Regions from separate parts of the Anser cygnoides genome. Here region 2 is linked to region 1. A link is a contact called in public Hi-C data. All regions are on one chromosome and are shown on one strand. The core of a region is the stretch at or near the end of the contact, and the rest is flanking DNA. Distances in the headings are between cores, read along the strand shown.

What was found. Hi-C and Micro-C count contacts between places; a contact is called where the count stands out from the background.
Region 2: a Hi-C map of liver shows a contact between it and region 1, with 5 times the contacts expected there. The contact joins the promoter of HPF1 here to the enhancer-like site in region 1. A contact is called at or near these places in 3 of 7 Hi-C or Micro-C datasets (granulosa cells and liver).

What each region holds. Positions count from the first base shown.
Region 1 is chr4:53,464,248-53,471,299 of Taihu_goose_T2T_genome, reverse strand. It overlaps CLCN3 (chloride voltage-gated channel 3), which reads right to left. Exons shown (of 13, transcript XM_066996755.1): 2 at 1-61. The coding sequence starts at 45. Among named protein-coding and RNA genes, the nearest start is that of CLCN3, 11 kb to the right of the region's middle. Within about 2 kb of position 3,864, at least 1 of the 3 cell types and tissues checked has open chromatin away from gene starts, as enhancers often do.
Region 2 is chr4:53,522,474-53,529,525 of Taihu_goose_T2T_genome, reverse strand. HPF1 (histone PARylation factor 1) reads left to right here and starts at 3,409. Exons shown (of 8, transcript XM_066996766.1): 1 at 3,409-3,581; 2 at 4,487-4,646; 3 at 5,249-5,435; 4 at 5,948-6,046; 5 at 6,824-6,974. The coding sequence starts at 3,501. LOC136790824 (a long non-coding RNA gene) reads right to left here. Exons shown (of 3, transcript XR_010831526.1): 2 at 7,040-7,052; 3 at 6,329-6,579.

The sequences.
Region 1 (7,052 bases), core at 2,615-5,114:
ACTGTTTCGATAGTAGCCTCTGTGAAACAGCTGCTCAGACTCCATTTAGCTGCTTTATAACCTGCATAAAGAAAATGAATTATTTTATATTTGAAAACACAGAAACAACTGGTAAGTTTACATGAAAAATAAAACAGTATTAAGATTACAGTACTAAAAGTTACAAAAATGTAGCAGTAATACAGAATATTATACACAACATTTTACACAAGTCCTTTGATATTTAATAGGATGATACTTCGTCATCCCCTTTCTTGGGAATCTCCTTATTTTAATGATATCATCACGAAAGTATTTTACTTTCAGTAAATGTGGTTGGAATGCACATACCCAATACATACAAATGTGCACTGCGCCATGGAGCTGGTACAAAATCCAGTCAATTTTTAGATTAAAAAGTGAGAATCTTTAGTCACGGTATTTTTGTAATACGTCTCCTTAACCTACCACTTGTTTCACTCCGAAGTTGTAGTCCCTTGAACACAATTGTTCACATTCTTTTGCAGAGAAAAGCAGAAATATTTGAGTGGAAAACCTTTCAGAATCTTCTGTCTACGTAAAGCTTTCAAAACCCATACATATATACCTTTGTACATAATCAGGAAAAGGCAGCAGATGGTTTTGCACATTTGGTAGCAAGTTCTGCAGAAGACTGAACACACCAGGCTTTCACAGACCAAGACGTATTCCTCCTCTGCCTTGCAAAGTGAAAACCATAGAAATTACTTCACGATCAGGGTGGGAGGAAGGGGTATGTTGTGACCACACCTTGATTCCATGCTCTTATCTTTCCAAAGAAAGTCTTGTGCTTGTCATTTCTCAAGCATGGTCATACCTTTATTAGCATGCAACAGCCCAACCTCTGAAATGACATGTAACTATGCAGTTGCTTCCTTCACAGTCAGGGTCTTTGCTTCCAAAACAGAAAGGCTTCCTTTAAACAAATGCAGAGGACAACTCAACAAGGAACACCACCAAAAACATTCTGGCAGTTGTCTTTAGACAACTCAGCTTGTAAGATAAAGCTTTCCCTTCTCCAAATTTCTACACTAAGTCGGATTTGCAGCAGTAACGGGGAGGTATGAATGAGGTTCAATCTTCATCACATACCTTCCTGAGCACAGTATTTTCACTCAGTTGGGTGCTTGAAAAGCATCTATTTCATTCACCCCATCTAATTAAGAGCTATCAGGCTCCTGTCTTTCCAAAAATCTGCACATTTTCTAGTATTGCTTTCCTAAAAAAGATATAATTGGCAAGGGAGTTTATAATTAAGACCATTTTAGCAATGACTGTATCATTTTTACAAAATATTTTATATTCACATGCAGTACATTACACTAAAGCATCATGTACCTTTTCAGCAATAAGAAAATTTCATTCCCTCCAAACAAAGGAGATGGCCCTCCATCTCCCTCCAGATCTTTTCCTTATGCACTGTTTCCTCTGCTCATCCTCACATTCTCTAACCATTCACTGTAACTGCTACAAGGCTATATGCACCATAAACATCCAGCCAGCTGGCAGCTCTAAAAATAGATTATAGGACTTCTAATTCCGATCTCTCTCCTCTACCCAGCTGTTGAGCCTTGTGAAGTAGAGCTGAACTGGTTGGCCAATGTCAAGAGTTATTAGCAGAGGTCAAACAGCTTTCTCCTATTGGCAAACAGCTTAGCCCTCTAAAGAGCAAACAAGTTACTGAAGAGAGGTGAAAAGTAAAGTGACAAAGTTTGCAGGGTAGCTGGGGACAGAACTGTCAGCACTGAGCAGCTGGGTGATAACATAAGATAAAACTCTCTACTGATAACCACGAATTGAGTCACATTGCAGGTAGGGAGGAGAGGGAGGGAACAGAACCAATCCTAACTTACCCTAGGGGTTCTGATGGGACTACTACCATTCCCAAATGAAGTGGTACAGTTACAAGAAAGAGCTTAACATGCACCAGCAGTCCCCAAATTAATCAGATACAAAGTACTATCAAGTACAAGAGAGAACTTCGTACTGCCAGAAGTCCAAAAGGACTACAGAAGAGCTAGAACAGGTTACAAAAGATCACACTGATTACAGAGTACAAAATAAGTTTCCTTCTACAGGGCAACAAAATGGATCAGGGCTCTTCAGTCTGGAAAGATGTGACATGGAAGACAATACCAGAGGAAAAGACGAGGAGGAAGAAAAAAACCATGAAAAGCTATCAAAGACAACAGCTCTGGTAGGAATACTGGAGGCCAAGAGACAAGTGTGTATGCTTATTCTCTTCTTAAACTCTTCCCTAGAGATCTACTATTGGTCAAAACAAATCCCTTTGGTTTGACCATTCTCACTCCCTTAAAAAACTGTTCAGAATATTTACAATTTAAAACATGCTCTCTCTTCAAACACATTTCTTTCATACCTGTGTGAGGATTCTTCTTACGATTTTACAGGCACTGAGAAAAGCTCCTTAATGGACAGCCAAGAAAATTTCACACTATCATATGATGAAGCAGATCCTGATTGAAAATACATCTGCTTACACCTGGAAGCATCTCCATTTTCCCCAAAATATATCAGATTGTGATAATTTATTCAGAAGCTACATTTAGAATGATGCAATAGATACAAGTTGTCACACAGTAATTTTGGCCTTCCCATACAGTACCTACAAAGAACATACCAGAAGAGGTCAGATCATAAGCAGTCCAACTATTTTGCTATTATGCTTACAGAAACTTCTGTTAACATCACTCTGCCTGGATCAGTTGGGTACTATCATAAATGGAAGACATACAGCAGAGCTGAACTGAGAACTTTTGGACTTGCTAGATGTGTATGCACTCCCTGCATTGTCACCTATCTCCACAATGAAGGAAGAACATTGTCTCTCTTTCATATATTTAAAATAAATATAAAATAATAAAAATATGAAATATAAAAATAAAAATTCCTTTATATTGAGCTCCACAACTTCAGTTAATCTTACCACAAGCCTGCTATTCATAGTAAGGGACATAACTCTCCTTTTGGAGGTCTGTTTAATAACTTTGCAGAAATGTCAGAGCAGTGCATTAGAGGTATTAAACCTTCCAATAACCGAGAAAATGCTTTGAACCTGGTCTACAACAGACTAGAACATTCAATCAGTCAGAAACTGACAGACAAAACCAACAGACGTCCCAGAGCCAGACCAAGCATACCATGAGGAGTCCTGCATGCCAACTCCTCCGGCACATACGTGCCTCCAGTTACATGGCATGGCATGGTATCACAGGCCTTCTCTGCTGGTTTTGAAATACCATGTCTCCTGCTGCAGACATACTGCTGCTGACAGACCTCTTCAGCAAGCCAGCAGAAGCTGTGACACCCAAACCATTCCTGCCGAGCACCCTAACCAAGATTAAGAGTTGTACGTTCTTTCTCTGCATTCCCTAAGTCAGGTCCTCAACTGCTTCGTACCTGACATGGTGTTACAGATTACTGCCTTCCAGCAGCACGCACCAAAGGCGGGAAATGAAGGCCATCAGAAAGTCAGAGCTCAATAAGCTTCACACAGGACTGAAGTTTTACTTGTTGAGAGCACGTCAGTCACTGGCTTGCCCGCCACCTCCACCTGCAATTAAGAGCGTGGGGATGACAGCTGAGGTCAACACACAACAGATTTTCTTGTGTGCCTTTAAGAGAAGGGCTTGTTTAACAAACTGGGACACAAAGTTAGGGATGCACCACCTCGAGCTGTGTTCAGTGTCGGAGTCAATTTAAAAGCGCGTGCTCATGTGACCTTAAAATACTGTTATAGCATGCAGAAGGTCTGCCCTGCCCAAGGAAGCAGAGGGTGTGGACAGAGCAAGCACACTCCTCCTCCAAAGCAGACTGCTGAGAACAGCAATAAGAAAGGGAAGGAGGAGCCAGCCGGGAGTTTTTTTGTGGTTACAGCTGCCAGAGGAGAACCAGACTCATGCCCAACCCAGGCCAGTGGGGATTATCTTTTGTGGATGCTGGAAGACTGCATTCACACACAGCAGCCTGCACAAATGCTTACAGAGTTGTAGAGAGGGAGAACAGAGCAGAGGCAATGAACCAGACAGCCTGCTGTTTTATACGGTCAGATTCAGCCCGCGGATTCCCTGCCCTATCCAAATGGACACTAAAAGGCAAGTGGGGGAAAGATGGGGTTACTGAAGAGAAACTTCAAGCAGGGAAACAAGGTATCATCTGAATGCCAGTGAAGCCCAATACCCTGAAAAACTAAATAAAATAAACCATGCCTGATTTCCAGCAACTACTAGTTGCCCTAAGTATTTAAACTTTTTTTTTCCAGCCTAGATTACTTTAACAATGCAAGATAGAGGGTTTATGAGAACACTAAAGGTATTACACTCCGCATTTTTATGAAGCGTCATAGTTTTCATGCATAGTATGGTTCAGACAGAAAACAAACTCAAAAATCTTTCAGACTCTTTGAAAAAAAAAAGTAGAGAAATAATGCGCTGTAAGAATAAAGAAAGAAAATCTAAGCAACAATCAGGGAGCTCTTGAAACAAAGAATTCAATCCCACACATATACCCAAGTCTTCTGCGAAAAGAGTGTAACAGGAAAAAGGTGCAACTACACTCAGCCATACTAACATACTTCCAGGATGTCCTGATCCATCAAAACTCTTCTACAAAGCAAGCTAACAGAGAAGCCTCTGACACTAAAACAATTAAAAACAAATGAGAAAAAAAAATCATTACACAAAAAAAAATAGAACAGTGTATCTCACCTGCTACAACTAAGGAGAGGGAAGAGAGCAATGAGCATCCAGGTATAGCAAATTGTGCAAGATGTAATTAAGTACAGCACAAACAGGAACTACACTGGTAAAGGGGAACAGCACAGAAACAGCTACATGTATAGTCCACAAAGCATATAAAGCTATTAGTTTTCCATACAGTTCAGGACCTCAGGCGTTTTTCTTGTCCTCAAACACCAGACATCCTGCTTATCTTTCAAGCCCTACAAAGGAAAGGTCAAGCAGAGAAGCGAGTCAGCTGAGGGAATCACTTGCAGTGCAGTGAAGTGTCTCTGGAGAAGATGGACTAGGACAGTAAGAAATTTGATTTACAGGACGTTTGTTGTCGGGCAATTTGCATAATCTGTAAACCTCTGGTATGTTCTCCGTTGCCCCATAAATACATAAGAACACTTTTCTGTATCTCAAAGGGCAGGAAACAAAAGACATTTTAACTTTTTATTGTCCTGGGACGAGTAGAAGGGGGTGGGTGAGAACTCAAAGCTAGATTCCAAACCTGCTTTAAATAGCTGAAAGAAAAAGCTGCTGCTTTTCTTTTTTATAATAAGAATCAACCATAGAACACCATATAGTGTTGAAAAATGATCTTGTTAACAGAAGAGCTCTTTCCCACACTCGGAAAAATCCTGATAACCCCCAACTCATTGTAATAATCATTTTTTCTGTTCAGTACAAACAGCTAAGAGCTGAACAGAAGTCAGTCATATGACCAAACTCATGCATAAATTCCTCCAAAACTGACATGAGGACAGTACCCAGTGAGAAGTGCTATGCAGACATAAAACAAAGGCAGGTAAAATAAAAATTTAGAATGCGATCTTTCTTTACATATAAGAACATGTTCTAGAATAGGTGAAATGCAGTGGTACCAATAGGAATCATTTGCTGAAAGTTTTTGGAAGAAAAACAGGATTTAATAGGTTTTACCTGGTAAGAGCGTTCAGAAGTGGTATTTAATACGAAGTAGTCAGGAATTTTATACATATCCTTTTAAATATATAAAAAAAATTGAGATATAAAAAAATCCCATATACTTTAAGAGCAGGTAAAGAGCAATATGACAGGCACCTACACCTAAATTCAAATATTAACATAAAGCGTGTGTATGCATATATATATATACACATATATACACATATGTATATATCAAAACAACTGTCTAAAAGGTTGAAGCAGTCAAGAACATCTTGGAATATTGAATTCTAAACCTTTCATATTGCATTTATTAAAAATACTGTACTGTCTGCATTTTTGTTGTTGTTTTTTTAAAAAAGTGCACCCTTCAGAAAAAAATGAGTTCAGAAATAAACCTTTCACAACAGTTTTAAAACAAAGGCTAAGCTGGGCTCATACTTTTATCCTTAGCCTCATCAGCATCAAGATTATATTCCCATTTCCACTGCAGATCCAGTATACATAGCCTCCATTTACTTACATTGCCTGTCATGTAAAAAGAGGTGAACAAAATAACAGCATCATTCAGCTTCTGAACTTCAGTTTTGGAAAAAGGTGAATGAATTGTGAGGAATTTTGCACTGTATTTTATATATATATATATAGTTATATATATATATATATAACTAGCAAACTATTCCTTTATACATAAACAGGAAGGCTCAGAAGTCATACACTTCAAACCCAAAATGGAAGGGAGGACAAGAGAAATGGCAGTTTTCCTGAATTTGCTCAAGTTAGCAGAGAAAAAAGTCCTCACAGATACTCAAGAAGCCAAATTGTTAAAAATTAGGGAATGCACATGGTAACTTTACAAAAGCAAATACACAGATGACTGCCTTCCACAGTGGCATTCAGAAAAAAAAAGTGGAACTAATTTAAAAAGTCTCAGGATCGGGACAGCTCCTATTGCAGCCACACAGTGAGAAAGGATCTCTCAAATTTTTGGTCATACTTAAAAAAAAAAAAAATAAAGTCAAAGGAGTACAGTCAGTTAACTGAGGTTACTTGAGTTAAAAAAAATACAGAGTTATTAAAAAGCATCTAACTCAATTTATATAGCAGGTACTCTTGGAATAGAAGAGAAAAAGTAAATTTCCAAAAATATACATATAGAGAGCTTGTTGCAGTTTTATCCACAGCTATTTCTAGAATAAAAGTCATGTTGATGGCAGAAGACACAAACTCAAGTGTTCTTTAAAAAAGAAAGCAAGGAGAAGCACAGAAACACGAAGAGAAAACAATATGAAAAAGATAGTACTTGTAAAGCAGGAATATAGTACCTTTTTTTTTTTTTAAACTGTAACTACAAAACATTCAGAC
Region 2 (7,052 bases), core at 2,160-4,659, 59 kb before region 1:
AATATCTACCACAGTTTTTAAGTAAGCAGGTCTGAAAAGTTTTGTTGTTTTTTTTTTTTTTTTTATCAAGACAACAGAGTGCAGTTTTGTACTCTCTCACAGAAGCTGTTACTGCGTATTTATGAATGCTTTAAAATTAAAGAAAAAAGGCTAGGCTCTCTGCATATTAGGACTAATGCAGATGGCCTTAGAGCTTGATAAAGCTACTTTGCAGATTGATCTCTGAGATAATCTCTGATAATGCTGATTCAGAAGTCTGATAGCATAGGCACAGGAGACTGTTTACAGGTTTGAAGTAGGGAGCTCTAAAATGCTTTATTGTATATTCTGCTTTAGTTGCTCATCCTTTGTAAAAATTCTTCCATGTCACAGCTTTAGAGGTTGTTAAAAGAAGGGATGTCAACACAGTTAGCAATACCATATTATAGAAATGCTTTCAAGTCTATGACTTGAGAGGTGAGAACAAATTGTTTGGAGGTAGGTACGCACAGATGGAGCTACTGCTTATTTACAGAGAGAAAAAAATACAATAGTGCACTGAATAATCATTTTGTATCTTGCAGTGATGTTTTTTGTTTTGTTGTGTTTTCAGAGGGGGCCTGCATGGTAAAACTGTGCGGAGTCTCACAATCTCTTATTTCTAAAATTCAGAGAGGAGCTGATGAGCATAAAGACTTAACTGAAGAGTAACTGATAGTTTATCAAACCTAAAGCGTGTACTTAAGTTCAGAACTGCTGTCCTGAAAACCACTTCTTAGCTGCCACCTGGGTCTAGATACATCTAATCTCAAAAATGCCCCTCTTATCTATCCGGTCAAGCTTTCTGAATGTACCACACCATGGTCTTAACTGAACCAAGCTAACTGCCTCGTAGCTTAAGCCTGATGGGATAGGATCAGGCAAGTGGGCACTTCATCTCCTATTTCTCACAGGGTACTCATTCCAAAATTGTTTGTAAGATTTATATAAAAGGACAGTGAGTTACACTACACATCTATATGTTCATAAATATGTATACATGCATATATATGTATATAGATGCAAAATGAGTGCTCATTTTACTTTAAATATGGTCAAACACTGTTGCTCTTACCCAATAACCTAGTGGCTGGGGCACCTGCCTGGAAGCATGAGGTGATTTACTATCTTTCCTCCTAGATTTTGTGCCTCCTTCTTTCCTGGGGTATCACCAAACCGGAGACTACTCTAGAGGAGAGGTGCTTGCTTTCAAGCTTTTATAGCTTCTGTGGAGAAAAAAAAAAAAAAAAAAGAAAAATAAACTGATCTATAAAGCTCACAGGAGTTGTATCTTCAGTGAAGTGGTGATGGCCTTACAGCTTGGGCTTTTGAGGCCTGTCACTATTAACACTATGCCAATGCTGAAGTATTTCTCTAGTTAACTTGCATTTTTCCAGCATAGTTCTGCTTTGTGAGATTTTGGCATATCTACAATGGGTCCATCGTAAGGTCACTTCACACCTCTACTACTTCTCTCGCAATGCTGGAATGCCAAATATCGTAAGAGGCAAATGTCAAACTGACAAAATGTCAAACTGAGAAAAGTTTTCAGTTTTCCACCTGTGAAAAGGTTCTGTGTTCTTCTCGACTCAGTATATAAAAGCCTTCACGATGATTTCATTCAGTTGTTATGTAGCAGAAGACTAATGTGGCAAGAATACACACTTGAGACTATAGGCTAGGGCATGAGGCATGTTTGAACTATCCTTCTCATGTAGCTCTTGCATTCAACTTAGTAAAATTCCACTTGTGGAACTGACAATGATTACTTTAAGTGTTTATTTCAATAAAAACCGGGAAGAGGAGGGCTTGAAAAGTCTCTGCAAAGCTACGGGTTTGGAGATGAGGTTAATCAAGGGATTAATTAGTTCCTTAAGGCTGCCTCCTAAAGGAGCTATACTGTACACAAAGTCATCAACCTGGCCAATACTATATTAAGATACTTTGTCTTGGTTCTTCAAAATTCTTTGCCTTTTTTAATAACTAACTACTCACAGCTAATTCCTTAATTAACCTCACCTTGCAATGGGAAAAAAGCCAATCCTGAAATAGTAAAGGGTGGCAGAACCTAGTACTCATCATTAGATTTAATGCTGAAATGGGAAATATCAGTGCCTCAGGTGTCACTGAACCAATTTGTTGCATGAGGTATGAATTTCAGTAAGGTAAGCTACAGTATATAATGGATACTCCTTTTTTTACTTCTTTTTTTTTTTTTTTGGGGGGGGGGGGGGGGAGCAGGCTTTATTCTCCTAAGAATTAAGAACCCAAAGTCACCTCCACCAGGCTACTGAGGAAAACGCCATTCCTTCAGGTGCCCTTTCATCATGCTTACACTACAGTTAAGGTCTGGTATCCTGGAAATTATGGAGCAACAGTGAGACTAATATTAGAAAACACATCCCAGAGAAACCTCAGGGCAGTCCTCCTTACACTTCCCACAAGAAATTTAGGTTTGTGGTTTGTTAGCAAGCTCTTGCATCTTGATTCTGCTTAACCTCAGGTTATGAAACGTAATCCATCCCTTAGATGAAGTTCAAATTTGGAATTTAATATTCCTTCCGTGTGTTTGCAGGATTTTTGAAAATAATTCAGTACATATGTTGATTTAAACATCAGTTTCCCCAGCTGAAGGAGGAGACTTTGTCCCTGACTGCCCTGTACCTCTGTGGTATCAACCCATGTTTTCTGTGAAGTACCTACCTATTTTTTACAGATAGGAAACATCCTCAGTCAGGATCAAGTTTCCTGTAACATACTTTGCAACTTTTTATAGCGAATGTTGTAGCCAGACTTAAAATTATCAGGCTTTTGTGTCAGTTGCATCACTAAAACCAATGCTAAGCTGTCAATGTTATATATGGCCAAATTACACTGCAGCATATTCCTAGATAGAAGCTAATAACCTGGGTCACTGCAAATACTGTAGCCAACAGTTGTTCTTAAGGGACTGCAAGACTTAAAACAAACAAAAAAAAAAAAGTGATGGTGACTCCACCACCTCCCTGGACAACCCGTCCCAATGCCTGACTGCTCTTTCTGAGAAAAAATGTCTCCTCATTTCCAACCTAAACCTCCCCTGGCGCAACTTGAGGCCTTTAGTCCTGTCACTAGTTACCTGTGAGAAGAGGCCGACCCCCAGCTCCCCACACCTTCCTTTCAGGTAGTTGCAGAGAGCAATGAGGTTCAGGAGAGCCTCCTCTTCCCCAGACTGAACAACCCCAGCTCCCTCAGCCGCTCCTCACAGGACTCGTGAGGCGTGCCGCAGGTCTCCCAGCCCTGCCTCTCCGCGCAAAGCCCTTCAGCAGCCCACCACCGCCCACCCGCGCGAGCCACCTCAAAGCCCCCCCCTGAGCCCCCTCCCGGCCGTTTAACGGCGGGCTCCCCCTCCCCGGCGGGCGGGGCGTGCGCAGGCGCGGGGCCGCGGCGCGCGACCTCGGAAGGGGCGGGGCGCGCTGCGCGGCGATGCGGCCGGCGGGAGCATGACAGGGGGCGGCAAGCGGCGGCCGCGCGCGGCGGCGGCGGCGGCGGCGGCGGCGGCGGCGGCGGGGGGCGAGCAGGTGGCGGTTAGCGGGCGCGCGGCGCGGCCCTTGGCGGCGGTTGGCGGCCGTTGGGTGGCGGTTGGCGGGCGGCCCCCGGGCTGAGGGGGGGGCGCTGCGGGCCGCCGCTCGGAGCCCCTAGGCCCGCGTCGGGGCGGGCGGGGAGCCCTGGCGTGCCGTCCCGAGCAGAGGAATAAACCTGGCCTTTTTATGCATAACTTGTTCGTTAGCGTTTAGTTACCTACCAATTTTTAGAGCATCGCAGGGGAAAAGCCCACCTAGGCTTACAGCTGTAGCGGTGTGTGTGCATGGATGGAGCATTTCCATGCCCGTTTTGGTTCGCCTTACATCTTTTTTTCATTATTTTTTTTTTTTACAGCAACTTAAACTTTTGGCTGCATCTAAAATGTTAGGCTGTAAACTGCACCAGCTCAGACTGGGAATAGCAGAGTGGCACAAGTAGTAAACACTTGGAGGATTTATGTCCTTCAATCAAGCATGACAAAATTGTGTCCGTTCTTCTAAGTGCTTGTATAACAGGAGTTCCTTAGATGCAGGCTGCTGCGTGGTTAGAAACTGCCATTTTAACATAATGCCAAACTTAGATTAAGATTGCTTAGTCCTTTACTTGATGAGCTCATAAAGGTGCTTCTTTAGGGGCACACTGACCCACTGATATCAAAGTAGTGCTTTGCTATTTTGTACATATTAAGAACTTGTTGGGGAAAACAAGTTGTAACACTTGTTATAACACTCCTAAGGGACTCTCTGCAAAGTAGATGTTCTAATCTGTATATACGCTGTTTTAAATAACAAGCACGACTTTATGGTCTTGGTCGTTGTTTTTCCATTAATACAGAGGCTTTGTAAAGTTCTTCAGTGGAACTGACAGGAAGCAATGAGGTTAACTTTTCTTTCCCTATCTGCAGTGTGAAAAAAATGGGGATGCCAAGAAGAGAAGGTCAAATCAGGCAGATATACCTGATGCTCTTCGTCAAGAAGCAGAAACGTGCTACCAGCTTAGGCTACCTGAAGACTTCTACCAATTTTGGAAGTTCTGTGAAGAACTAGATCCTGAGAAACCAAGTGGTAGGTTTTTGGATTTTATTTATTTTTTGCCTTTCCTAACTTTCACTCTCAAAAAAAACAGCCGGAAGGTAGGCAAACTGGAGGCTGTCAGATGCGTTCTCATGCTGCTTCAGTTTGCAGCTCAGCTGTCAAGATATTTACTTGAGTATAAACAAGAATACTGGAGATAATCACAAAGATGTCAGTCTACTTCAAGCTTCCTGAAATATAATTAAACCGTGGCACGTCAAGGATTAAATGTTATCTAAATCTGCCTTTCTTGTAGGTACATTTAAAATATTAAATATTGAATTAAAGTTTCCTCGTATCAACTCAGACTTCAACTCCCTAAAATTTATTATATAACAGAATATGAGGTCTCAAGGTGCTCTAGGAATGCCACTTTATTTTCCAATGAAAAGTATAATAACCTAACTCTTAATATCCTAACTCTTGAATGAAAGCTAATTAAACAAAAGAACGTCTCAACTTTCCTTGTCTGATAAACAGTATGTGTGACTGTTTGGATTTATGGATATTTTTGATACGTGAGTGACACAGGAGTGTCTTGATTTAGCTGTGCACCAGCCAGAAATTAAAACAGTTCGTGCTCTGCTTTTCAGATGCACTTGTGTCAAGTGTTGGACTTACACTGGTTGGACCATATGACATTCTTGCTGGAAAACACAAAAAAGCGAAATTAACAGATGTGAACTTCAATCTTCATTGGAGATTCTTCTATGATCCCCCAGAATTCCAGACTATACTTGTTGGGGATAGCAAAACACAGTATCACATGGGATATTTCAGGTATTTAATTTAATATATGCTCTTGTTATGATACAGTTGCCTGTTACTTTTTCTCCTCCATGTTTTCCATGACACAGGATTTGAGAATGAAATGTATAAATTAAAATAAACGTCAAATAAATGTCTCTTCTTTAACAGAATATTAACACATGGGTTGGTATCTTTAATAAAATAAGACCAGAGATATTGGAGTTGAAGGTTAGATTTAAATGTTTATTAAACTCGCCCCATCATCCCTCCAGAGCACCTTCTGGTTAGTTTAATCTCTAGCCATAAGACTTCAAAGAAAAAGTCAAGCATTATGAAATAAGGTGAGTCTGCGTTCTCTGTGTGATTATTGATAGGAGCTCCTTTCAAAAGCATACTTTAAGGCTCTACAGTTTTAGACCTAATGTTGCTTTTGTAAGGTCTCTGAAGGAGATGTCAGCATAGTGAGGAGGCAAATTAATTTCACTTTGAAATAGGAGAAATGGACACAGCTTGAATATTTGTATGTACTTTTTCAAAAATAGGGATGTGCCAGATGAGCTTCCGGTGTGGGTTGGTGCAAATGAAGCTAAGAAGAACTGTCTGATTACTCCAGTTGGTGACAATGTATTTGCTGCAGTCAAGTAAGGTTCATATTTACTTCTATTTGTAAAAAGTAGTATAGAAAAGAAACTGTTAATCAGGAGATGTGAGAGGAGATAACGCAGCTACATCTTTCATGCATATGTAAAAATACATTATATATAAAGAGTAACTACAAGAAGCCCCATTTCTGAGCTGGGGCAGGTTAGCATTTATATGAGTATATAATTCTGTACGATTCATGAAGCTTTATGTGGTCCTGCATCATGAACGTAAACAACAGAAGTGTGAATACTCCTGTTTCATGGCCTGTCAGTTAAAAATGGAAAGCTCTCTAAGGACAGATGCATGTCAGTAAGTGAAAGCAGACGGAAGAAAAGATTCTGCAAACAACCCGTGTGAAGTGCAGAGTTAAACAATGACATTTGTTTTGAAAGTCCCACGATGAAACTCATCAATATGTATTTATGTGCATGACTTGGATGACAAAGAGCGTGTAAGTCACTGAAGCAGTAAACTAAATTCTTCAGATAGACGGATGAACAGCGACTGAGTTCGTGAGAATCTTCAGCACCTGCAGATAGCGCAAACCGTATTGTCATGCAAACACAGATAGAAAAGGCCAGAGTACTCTCTCTGTGCCAAACTTTGCTTTTTGTGGTGCTTGTTGTTGAGAGGCTTGCATTCCTAAGTCTGTGTATAAATAAACCCTTGACTGCTAATCTTCATTATAAGATTTGGAGGTTTAGTGATTAGAAGGCTATTCATTTGTTTTTTTTCTGTTTAGCTCTTTTAAGACATGTTTCTTCTGTTTACAGATTATTTTTGTCAAAAAAACTTAAGGAAGTGACTGATAAAAAGAAAAGTGCTGTTTTGAAAGAGATAGATGAAAAACTAACAAGAACAGCAAAAGAATTGGGTTATTCTCTGGAACAAAAAACCATGAAGATGAAACAGAGAGATAAGAAAGTATGACTTTCCTGATCCGCTGGAGAGAACTAAGTTCTGTTAAACTGTTTTTTTCATTTACTTACCTGTTTTTCTTTT